2 separate regions of the Pan troglodytes genome follow, and region 2 is linked to region 1. A link is a contact called in public Hi-C data. All regions are on one chromosome and are shown on one strand. Each heading gives the region's core, a stretch centred on a gene start, on an enhancer-like site or on the middle of the called end of the contact. The rest is flanking DNA. Distances are from core to core; before and after follow the strand shown.

The links. A called contact is a pair of places that touch in the nucleus more often than the background predicts.
Region 2: a Hi-C map of stem cell-derived neural progenitor cells shows a contact between it and region 1, with 4 times the contacts expected there. The contact joins two enhancer-like sites. A contact is called at or near these places in 3 of 7 Hi-C or Micro-C datasets (induced pluripotent stem cells and stem cell-derived neural progenitor cells) and 1 of 1 other capture datasets (stem cell-derived neural stem cells).

What each region holds. Positions count from the first base shown.
Region 1 is chr14:54,903,662-54,909,412 of NHGRI_mPanTro3-v2.0_pri, reverse strand. CAB39L (calcium binding protein 39 like) reads left to right here. Exons shown (of 11, transcript XM_001154198.5): 11 at 5,410-5,751. The coding sequence ends at 5,589. Among named protein-coding and RNA genes, the nearest start is that of CDADC1, 65 kb to the right of the region's middle. Within about 2 kb of position 2,327, at least 8 of the 24 cell types and tissues checked have an H3K27ac peak or open chromatin away from gene starts, as enhancers often do. A contact at or near this core is called in stem cell-derived neural progenitor cells, where this site is marked.
Region 2 is chr14:55,198,770-55,204,559 of NHGRI_mPanTro3-v2.0_pri, reverse strand. No RefSeq gene overlaps it. Among named protein-coding and RNA genes, the nearest start is that of RCBTB1, 19 kb to the right of the region's middle. Within about 2 kb of position 3,174, at least 3 of the 24 cell types and tissues checked have an H3K27ac peak or open chromatin away from gene starts, as enhancers often do. A contact at or near this core is called in stem cell-derived neural progenitor cells, where this site is marked.

The sequences.
Region 1 (5,751 bases), core at 1,078-3,577:
TTCAGAAGAATTTGAGAGAGATTTGTGTTAATTCTTCTTTAAATGTTAGGTAGAATTTACTAGTGAAGCCATCTGGTCCTGGTCTCTTTTTTGTTGGAAGTTACTGATTTGATCTCTTGTCAGAGGTCTGCAGATTCTCTGTTTCTTCTTGAGTCAGTTGGGTAGTCTGCATGTTTCTAGGAATTTGGCCATGTCATCATCTAGGTTATCTAATTTTTTAGTATATAATTGTTCATAGCATCTCTCATAATCCCCTTTTATTTCTATAAGGCCATTAGTAATGTTTAGCATTTGAGTCTTCTTTCTTTTCTTAGTCAATCTAGCTAAAGGTTTATCAATTTTATTAATTTTTTTCAAAGAACCAACTTTTGGGTTCATTGATTCTGTCATTTTCCTGTTCTCTGTTTTGTTTATCTCTGCTCTAAGTTTTATTATTTCCTTCCTTATGTTGCTTTGGTTTAGTTTGTTCTTCTCTTCCTAGTTCCTTAAGCTATAAAACTAGGTTACTAATCTGAGATCTTTCTTTTCTTTTCTTTTCTTTTTTTTGAGATGGAGACTTGCTCTGTTGCCCAGGCTGGAGTGCCATGGCACGATCTTGGCTCACTGCAACCTCCGCCTTCTGGGTTCAAGCCATTCTCCTGCCTCAGCCTCCTGAATAGCTGGGGCTTACAGGCGCACACCACCATGCCCGGCTAATTTTTGTATTTTTAGTAGACAGAGGGTTTCACCATGTTGGTCAGGCTGGTCTCAAACTCCTGACTTCATGATCCGCCCGCCTTGGCCTCCCACGCTGCTGGATTACAGACGTGAGCCACCGCACCCAGTCCAGATCTTTCTTTTTTAATGTAGGCATTTATAGCTATAAATTTCCCCCTGGGCACTGCTTTTGGTGCATCTTATGAGTTTTGATATATTTTGTTTTTGTTTTCATTTGTCTCAAAGTGTTTTCTAATTTTCTTTGTGATTTCTATTTCCCATTGGTTGTTTCAGAGGAGCCTAGGATACTTTATAACCCAGAAGGTCAAAGGTCAGTTCCTCCTTGTCACCCCATGGCTGTAGACCCACCAAGCAGAAGCTTAAGAAACCCTTTTCCTTCTCTGTTATGGGTCCCCTGGCCTGGCTGAGCGGTGGGCTCACTGTAAGTAAGCCATGTGGGCTGCCAAGAGACTGTCTCATCATGAGCCACTCATGACCACAGGGACGTGCAGTGTTCCCAGAGAGGGTTCTGTATTCCTTAGCGCTTGCTGTGTGAGTGAGTCCATGACCTTTGATGGAAAGAACAGAAACATGAAGAATTTATATATCATATTTATGAACAATTTCAGAACTAAATTGGCCAAATGAACTGAGTATCAGATTTGTGGGCTTTGATTTCTAGTTCTGAACCTCACCTGGTAAAATGTCACATTTCATCAGTTCTCAGAACAAGCATCCTGGGATTAATCTCAGCTTCAGCCCTTGCTAGTTCTGTGAGCCTGGCAAAAGCAATTTTGCAACAATGTATGTGTTCTACTCCATGCATTTGAATGGTGCGTGCTGTGTGCCATGTACCATTTGAATGCATGGAGTAGAATACATATACTGTTCTCATTAAGCCTCACAGTTACCTAATGGCACTCAGGTACTGTTATCATCCCCATTTTTCAGATGAAGAAACTGAGGTACAGAGAGGTAAACAAGTTTTGTGAAATCATAAAGCTAATAAGAGGTGGTGCTAGGATTTGGGCCCAGGCTGTGTGCTTCTGAATCTGCGCTGTTAACCATACTACTATGCGGTCAAGTTTATTAATATGACTCAGCCTGTTTCCTTATTAACAGATGAGGATAACAGCTCTTATACTTCAGGGCTGTTGTGAGGGTTAAGTGTTTGATGAGTGTGAAACACTTAGCCCCATGAATGAAGACAACCAGCTGGGAGGGCTATGAACTGGCTGCCCACGGTCGTGTGTACAGTTGACCAGAATTAGGGTGATGGGGCAGTGACGAGGCCTTGAATTCAGTTCAGGCACTTTGCCTCCAGCAAGCACGACTCCCCACGTACAGTGACAACAGAAGGCTTTCAGGAGACTTACTTGTGCTGAAGCTGCTGATGTTCTCCAGCACATTCTCCCCACCCAGACAGGCAGAGGTCCTTTTATTTCTAGATAACAAAACTTTGCTGGTGGACACACTGCTAACATGTAGGAGAGGTGGAATTTGAACCCAGGTTCCAGAGCCGGCGCTGCCTTAGCTCCCACGTTCCCTTACTCATTCTTACTGTTGCTCCCACGTCCTGTCCCGCCCACCTCAGAGCCTGCAGTGGGACAATTCAGTATTCCTGGAATGCTGCTTTTCTTACCACCACGTGTAAACATTCTCTGCCTGACTCATGGACTAGCTCTCATGCCGCCCACACCATGAGCCTTCCTGTTCCAAACCCGGAAATGTAATGTCATCGCCACCTCCTGGGATGGGAGCCTCTGCAGTCTTGTATTCCCCACATTGGTACTCAACATCCTAGGGTAGTTTTCTCCTTCCCCACACTTGCTAGGGTGGAGGAACCTTAAAGGCTTCGCCATGAAACCCCCACTGCTCCATAACTAAGCCCTTTCGTAGTGTGTTCCCTGTAGAGTTGGGCACTGCACAGCTATGGGACAGGGATGGATGGGCAGAGGGGGTGCCAGGCAGAGGCAGGAGGCTAGACCATCACACCAGAGAGCTCTGTAGGGCTCAGAGACACTTTGATTTGCATTCTGGTCATTTGGTCATGTATGTAGCAGTAACTAAGGAGTGTGTCTTTTACAAAATAGTGCACCAGTCAGTATCAGATCGTGGTTTCCACCAGGAGTTCACATAAGAATCTCTGTGGAACTTCATAGAAATACAGAATGCTAGACATTCATCACAGACCTGCTGAGTTGACGTATCTGGGAGGTAGGACCTGGGCAGTTGTAATTTTTTTTTTTTTTTTTTTTGAGACGGAGTCTCACTCTGTCGCCCAGGCTGGAGTGCAGTGGCGCGATCTCAGCTCACTGCAAGCTCTGCCTCCTGGGTTCACGCCATTCTCCTGCCACAGCCTCCCGAGTAGCTGGGACTACAGGCGCCCGCCACCACGCCCGGCTAATTTTTTGTATTTTTAGTAGAGATGGGATTTCACCGTGTTAGCTAGGATGGTCTCGATCTCCTGACCTCATGATCCGCCCACCTCGGCCTCCCAAAGTACTAGTATTACAGGCATGAGCCACCGCGCCTGGCCCGGCAGTTGTAATTTTTAAAGCTTCACATATGTAACAAACAGTGACATTGGTGACCTCCAGGGAGGGAAGGTGAGAGGAGGACTATTCACGTTTGTCCTTTTTGAATTTTGAACTAGGTGATGATATTATGTGTTCAAAAAATAAATTATGTTTAAAAATCATAAGCTCACTCATACTATATGTTGTTTATGTTTAAATATCTATGTAATAGGAGGATAAGGATTAAAATGTGCCCAGAGATGGTGGCACACTGCTGGAGGTGGGAGGGGAAAGGTGGAAGGTGAGGGTTTGGTTCCATTTGTAATGTTTTATTTGTTTAAAAAGAGACTCTTGAGGCACAATGGTAAAATCTATTCAATTTGTGAGGTAAGTATACTGGATTTGTTATGTTATTTTCTGTTTGAAAGATTTTATAGTTAAGAACAAATATTTAAAAGTAAAACAAAGTCAAATATGAAATATTCATAGATAGCTCCCACGTGCTCCTAGCTAGTGACTTAGGAGAGTGATAGGAAAGGTGAAGTGCAGGCCTGTGGCGCTTAACAGCAGGGAGTCGTTCTGAGAAACATGCTCACTAGGCGATGTCCTTTGTGTGGGAACATCACAGAGTGCATTTACACAGACCTAGGTGGTGGAGCCTGCCACACACCTAGGCTATATAGTGTGGGCTGTTGCACCTAGAGCACAAACCTGTGCAGCATGTTACCATACTGAATACTGCAGGCAATTATAACCCAATGGTATTTGGGTATCTAAACATAGAAAAGATAACAGTAACAATATGGCATAAAAGAGAAAAAATGGTACACCTGTATAGGGAACTTACCATAAATGGAGCTTACAGGACTGGCAGTTGCTCTGGGGGAGTCAGGGATTGAATGGTGAGTGAATGCGAAGGCCTAGGACATTACCGTACACTACTGTAGACTTCATAAACACTGCTTAGACTACACTAAATTGATATAAAAATTTTTTTTCATGCTTTAATAATAAGTTAACCTTAGGGCCAGGCATGGTGGCTCATGCCTGTAATCCCACAGCTTTAGGAGGCCAAGGTGGAAGGATTGTTTGAGACCAGGAATTCGAGACCAGCCTTGGCAGTCATAGTCAGACCTGTCTCTACGAAAAACTTTTTAAATTAGCCAGGTGCAGTGGCATGCACTTGTAGTCCTAGCTACTGGGGAAGCTGAGGTGGGAGGATCGCTTGAGCCCAGGAGTTCCAGTCCGCAGTGAGCTATGATGGTGCCACTGCACGTCAGCCTGGGTAACAGAGTGAGACCCTGTCTCAAAAATAAATAAATAAATACATAAAAATAACCTTAGCTTACTGTAACTTTTTACTTTTATAAAAAGTTTATTTTTTAATTTTTTAAAAACTTTTTTACTCTTTTGCAATAACACAGCTTAAAACAAACACATTATACAGCTGTACAAAAACATTTTCTTTCTTTATATCCTTATTCTATAAGCTTTTTCTATGCTTAAAGTTTTTTATTTTTTACTTTTTAAACTTCTTTGTTAAAAACTAAGACATAAACACTCACATTAGCCTCGGCCTACACAGGGTCAGGATCATCAGTATCACTGCTTCCACCTCCACATCTTGTCCCCCTGGAAAGTCTGCAGGGGCCATAACACCCATGGAGCTGTCACCTCCTACGATAACAGTGCCTTCTTCTGGATACCTCCTGAGGGACCTGCCTGAGGCTGTTTTACAGTTAACTTTTTGTTTACTAAGTAGAAGGCATATACTCTAAAATAATGATTAGACGTATAGTATAGTAAATACGTAAACCAGTACCATCGTCGTTGATTATCAAGTATTATGCACTGTGCATAATTGTATGGGCTTGAATTTTATGCAACTGGCCGGGCAGTAGGTTTGTTTACACCAGCATCACCACAGACACATGAGTAAATGCACTGACCTACGATATCACAAGGCAATGGGAATTTTTCAGCTCCATTATGGTGCTATGGGATTACAGTCGTATACATGGTCTGTTGTTGACTGAAACGTCGTTATGTGATGTGTGACTGTATTGATCACCCTCACTGAGAATTAGAGTCAGGGGCTTCTATGCATTAATAATATCAGTCACGCATGAAACGCGAGTAGCGTGGGTGAGGTCCCTGGCTTGCACTCCTAAGTATTTGTTTCTTTTTGTTTCAGGTGTTTGTGGCCAGTCCTCACAAAACACAGCCTATTGTGGAGATCCTGTTAAAAAATCAGCCCAAACTCATTGAGTTTCTGAGCAGCTTCCAAAAAGAAAGGACGGATGATGAGCAGTTCGCTGACGAGAAGAACTACTTGATTAAACAGATCCGAGACTTGAAGAAAACGGCCCCTTGAAGAGCTCCCCGGCCCCTGTCACAGTCAGTCGTCTCATTTGTCCAATTTGTACAGTGTGTCATTTCAGAAAGTCATCATTCTTGGGAAGACTTTGGAGGTGCCTATTTTTTCTGTTGTAATTGTTCTGGGTAGATGGAGTATAAACATTTGAATGGAAAAAAA
Region 2 (5,790 bases), core at 1,925-4,424, 290 kb before region 1:
GGCTCAGTGAGACTATCAACTGGAGTGCTTACAGATGGCCTCTACATGTTAGTTGGCCTCTTTCCAACATGGCATTCTCAGGGTAGTCAGACCACTTATGTGAAGGCTCAGGGATCTGAGACCAAGTGTTCCAGTGAACAAGTAGGAAGCTGTGTCACCTTTTCTGACCCAGCCTGAGAAGCCACACTTCTCAGTGTGTACCACTTATTCTGCATTTTATTGGTTGCAAGCAAATTGTTAAGTCTACCCGAATTCAAAGGGAGGGTACAAAGATGCCACCTCTCAATGGGTGGGGTGCCAAAGAATTTGTGACCATATTTTGTAAAAATCCATACATCACTTCAGTGGTGATGTTTCTAATGTTTTACCATTAAATGTAATATTTTCTCTAGGTTCTTGACAGATATCCTTTATAAGTTTGAGGACCCCTTAAATTCAATTATGAGCACATACAAAGAAACAGCAGTTGCCATTTGTTTTTCTTCATATACAAAGGAATATAATTCATGGAGAAGACTTGGGGAAAATTTATATTGTAAGATTTGTGAAATCTGGCTACATAGGTAAAGGTTAGTATACAATAGCAAATAATATTTAAGGATGTTATATTTTAGTCTGGAATATTTTAGAACATAAGTGGGATATTATTTTTTATCAATTGTAATTCAGTTAATATTTAGCAATAACTTGGCCAGGCACAGTGACTCACACCTGTAGTCCCAGCACTCTGGGAAGCCAAGACAGGAGAATTGCTTGAAGCCAGGAGTTTGAGACCAGCCTGGGCAACATAGTGAGATCCTGTCTCTACAAAAACAATTTTTTTTTTAATTAGTCAGGCATGGTGGCACACACCTGTAGTCCCAGGTAGGCTGTAGTCTCAGCTAGGCTGAGGTGGGAGGATCACTTGAGCCCAGGAGGTAGAGGCCACCATGAGCTATGATCATGCGAGCAAGACCTTGCCTCTTAAAAAAAAAAAAAGCAATATCCATCACATATTGCAAAGAGATGATTAGAGAAAAGAATGTAAGAAATTTCTTACAGAAACAATACATTTATTTTATATGGAAAGGAGCCATTTTTACTTTAAATAGGGAATCTAGACAATATTCATCTAAATAGCACATTTAATTTCGCTAAAACCCAGATCCCACTATAGAATCCTGCTGAGCTAGTTTAGATTAGACCATATGGTGAGCTCTTTAAGAAAAAGGAAGTGATCTCTTTCCTAAGCCCACACATACTACTTCAATGATAAGGAAGGCTGATTTGTAACACATAGGCCAAAGAGAAGAAGGAACAAGAACCAGAGATGTGTCCCAGTCTCTAGAGCTGGGCTGAGTCAGGCCATCTGCACCTGACCTTTCTAGAACAAGGAGTGATGAGGCTTCTAGGGAAGCTATCACTGGGCCCATCATATCTGGTTACATGGTGATCAGAATGGAGATGATAAATGCTCTAAATGGAAGGCACAGCATGTCCTAAAAGATGAAAGGTTTACATAATATAGGCTTATTCATATACTTTTGGCCCCTGGGAACCACAGCCTTGGGACATATATACCCATGCTTGCAAAAATATAGAAGCTGGGGAGGTGAGAAGGTAGTGAAAAAGCTGGAGTGTGAAGAAGTTTGGGTTTCCATAGACACCCCCTCTTTTCAAACCTTTTTTCAATTTAACCACAGTCACTGGATTAAATGAATCAATTTAGTTAGGTGGAAATAACAAGTTTATATATCAGTGTAAAAAAGGAACATAAAGAAAAGGATGATGTGGGGTTTTTTTTTCACCCTCAAGTAAATACAATTTTTCCCTTTTAATTGCTTTCTACAGTGAAATCAGGTGAGTTATAGTTGACATTTTACATGTAATAGATATTTCAGAGTTTGCAGTGGTAGAAAAAGAAAGAAGTAGTAACAGGACCAAAGAAAAAAAGGAACATTTAATAACTGTATCAGAATATGAGTACTGCTGCCTCCACCCACCAATCATTAGAAGCAAGTGTTAGAAGCAGCAGCTATACCAAGGCCAGGCACAGTGGCTTATGCCTGTAATCCCAGCTCTTTGGGAGGCTGAGGTGGGCAGATCTCTTGAGGCCAAGAGTTCAACACCAACCTGGCCAACATGGTAAAACCCCTCTATTAAAAATACAAAATTAGCCAGGCATGGTGGCACACACCTGTAATCTCAGCTACTCGGGAGGGTGAGGCAGGAGAATTGCTTGAACCTGGGAGGTGGTCAGGAGGCTGAGGTGGGAGAATTGCTTGAACCCAGGAGGTGGAGGTTGCAGTGAGCTGAGATTGCACCACTGCACTCCTGGCTGGGCAACAGAGTGAGACTTCGTCTTAAAAAATAAATGAATAAATACATAAAAATAGACGCAGCAGCAATACCAGACTTCCTCTTAGCCACCTGCTAGACCTATAGTCTTGCAAACAACTTCCGATGTCATTCCTGTCTTGATAAATGTAGAGAGAGTTCTGGGAAACGTCAGCCTGGCATGCTAGAACATAGTGAGCTTATACGGTGTTAAAACTCTAGGAAACTGTTAAGTTCTGACTCTCCTTCCATGAGGGTTTTTCATCCATTTTTGGCAGTCCTTCACACTACCTGTTTCCATTCCAAGGAATTCTGCCTCTTATTTTTTTATTTTTTATAGCGACAAGGTCTCACCCTGTTGCCCAGGCTGGTCTCAAATTCCTGGGCTCAAGCAATCCTCCCACCTCACCTTCCCAAAGCACTGTGATTACAGGCATGACCCACCACACCTGGCCGGAATTCTGCCTTCTAATCTGGTTCATTGACCAACTTTTGAGTGAACTGAGATAAATCCTACAAATTGCTGAGTTTGTTTCCATGTTTGTGATGCACTGAAGTAGTCCTCTTGTGAATGTGCCTGGATCATATTATAAATGTTGTGGTCACTCCTGTAGCCAGTTTGGAAATATTGCAATAATTTCAGAATTGAAGAAATGTATCTTGAAATTAAAAACTACTTAAACTTATAGAATACACCTGGGTATTAATTTCTTATTAGACAGCATTAAATCTAGATTGGTTAGTAAGTGAACCAGAGGCAACAAAGTAAATGAGAATGAACCTTTAACTGATGCTAGGTTTGGGCCCGTGCCACATGGTGGCAGGCTTGCTCTGTGAAGTACTTCCTCTTCAGGACCAACAAACAATAGTGTTCCTAAACGCCATAAAGCTTTCCTCCAAGCCGTGACTCAGGGACCAAGGCTCCTTTCATTCTGTGGCCCCGCCATCTTCAACAAGCGGTTTCCAGGGTCTTTGCAGAAGGAGAAAGAACAAGAAGGACCACCGTGGGAGATCTGTGTGTGATCCCAGGAAAACAAACTTCATCAAGAAACAAGTTTCTGCTTTTCTTTTCTTTTCTTTTCTTTTTTTTTGACAGAGTCTCTGTAGCCCAGGCTGGAGTGCAGTGGTGCGATATCGGCTCACTACAACCTCCATCTCCTGGGCTCAAGCAATTCTCGTGCCTCAGCCTCCCGAGCAGCTGGGATTACAGGCATGCACCACCAAACCCAGCTAATTTTTGTATTTTAACTAGAGATGGGTTTTCGCCATGTTAGCCAGGCTGGTCTCGAACTCCTGACTTCAGGCGATCTGCCCTCCTCAGCCTCCCAAAATGCTGGGATTACAGGTGTGAGCCACTGCGCCCTTCAAGAAACAAGTTTTAATGCTAGTATTTAACTACATTAAATCACATTAAACTACATGGTTTAGGAAATTAATTTTTAGAAAGAATAACATAAGTTATTAAGTTGTGAAGATTGTATTTTCTTTTTTTTTATTTTTATTTTTGAGACAGAGTCTTGCTCTGTCCCCCAGGCTGGAGTGCAGTGGTGTGATCTCGGCTCACTGAAGCCTCTACCTCCTGGTTTCAAGTGATTTTCCTGTCTCAGCCTCCCGAGTAGCTGGTATTACAGGAGCCCACCACCACGCCTGGCTAATTTTTTTTTTTTGAGACGGAGTTTCACTCTTGTTGCCCAGGCTGGAGTGCAATGGCATGATCTTGGCTCACTGCAACCTCCGCCTCCCAGGTTCAAGTGATTCTCCTGCCTCAGCCTCCCAAGTAGCCGGGATTACAGGCATGTGCCACCACACCTGGCTAATTTTTTTTTTGTATTTTTAGTAGAGACGGGGTTTCTCCATGTTGGCCAGGCCGGTCTTGAACTCCTGACCTCAGGTGATCCACCTGCCTTGACCTTCCAAAGTGCTGGGATTACAGGTGTGAGCCACCGTGCCTGGCCTAATTTTTGTATTTTTAGTAGAGACGGGGTTTCACCATATTGGCCAGGCTGGTCTTGAACTCCTGACCTCAAGTGGTCCGCCCACCTCGGCCTCTCAAAGTGCTGGGATTACAGGCCCACTGCGCTCGGCCAAGATTGCGTTCTCTTTAAAAAATGTTACTTTACATCATATGGTACATAGGCAGCAATGATTTAACCTTCAGTAGAACATTCCGCCTCTAAATCTCAGTATCATCTTCTCCAAAATGATGGGTTTGTATTTACTTAAAGTTCCATAATTATCATACCCCTCTTACAACTAAAAAAGGCTTAAATATTCTTCTTCAGTAAAAGGAATATCAGTCATGTTACAGTAGCTTTTTAAAGAATATGGTTTCTGGAGTTGGACTGCCTAGGTTTGAGTTTGAGTTCTGCCATTTATTAACTGTGAGGTATTAGGTATGGTACTCAGCCTATCAAAATTTCAGTTTCTTTCCAGGCATGGTGGCTCACACCTGTAATCTCAGCACTTTGGGAGACCCAGGTGGGCAGATGGTTTGAGCTTAGGAGTTAGAGACCAGCCTATGCAACATGGTGAAACTCCGTCTTTACAAAAAATAAAAAAATTAGCTAGGCACAGTGGCATGCACTTATAGTCCTAGCTACCAGGGAAGCTGAGATAGGAGGATTGCTGAAGCCTGGGAGGTCAAGGCTGCAGTGAGCCATGAGCAAGACCCTGTCTCAAAAAAAAGAAAAAACAAACAAAAAAAAATGCAAAACAAAAAAAACGAGACTTGATTAGTCCACATTATATACATGTAACTAAATTTCACATGTACCCCATAAATTTGTACACGTAAAAAAGATTTCAATTTCCTCATCCATAAAGTGGGATAAGTTACTGCACATATCTTATAGAGTTGTTAGGATTAAATGGGAAAAACGTATGTATGGCAGAGACTGGCCAACTGTTTACTAAACTGTTTCTTTTTCTTCCTGAGCAAACAGTTAAACCACATTTTCCATCTTCACTTAAGTTAGCTGTGGCCATGCAACTGAGTCCTGATCAGTGGAATGTGAAAGTGTTAGCAGCAGTGAATCTGTACAGGTCTGCAGCAGCCTCAATTCTTGCCACCTCAGAAGAAAGAACTTGACTGAGGGGCATAAGGCAGAGGGAGAGACTGAGGCAAGTTTTAGAGCAGGAGTGAAAGTCTTTAAAAAGTTTTAGAGCAGGAATTTTAAAAAAGTACACTTGGAAGAGGGCCAAGCAGGTAACGTGAAAGATTCAAGTGTACAGTTTGACCTTTGACTCGGGGCTTTATACACTGGCATGCTTCCAGCGGGTAACATCTCTTCTCCCAGTTCTTCGTTTGGGGTGGGCTGTCTGCATTCGCACCGGCCTGCCAGCACTTGGGAGGAGCCGCATGTGCAGTGTGTTTACTGAAGCGTGCACATGCTCACTTGAGGCGTTTTTCCCTTACCTGTTGAGTGTTCTAGAGGAAGGTCATATACTGGTTAAACTCTGCCATTTTGCCTTAGT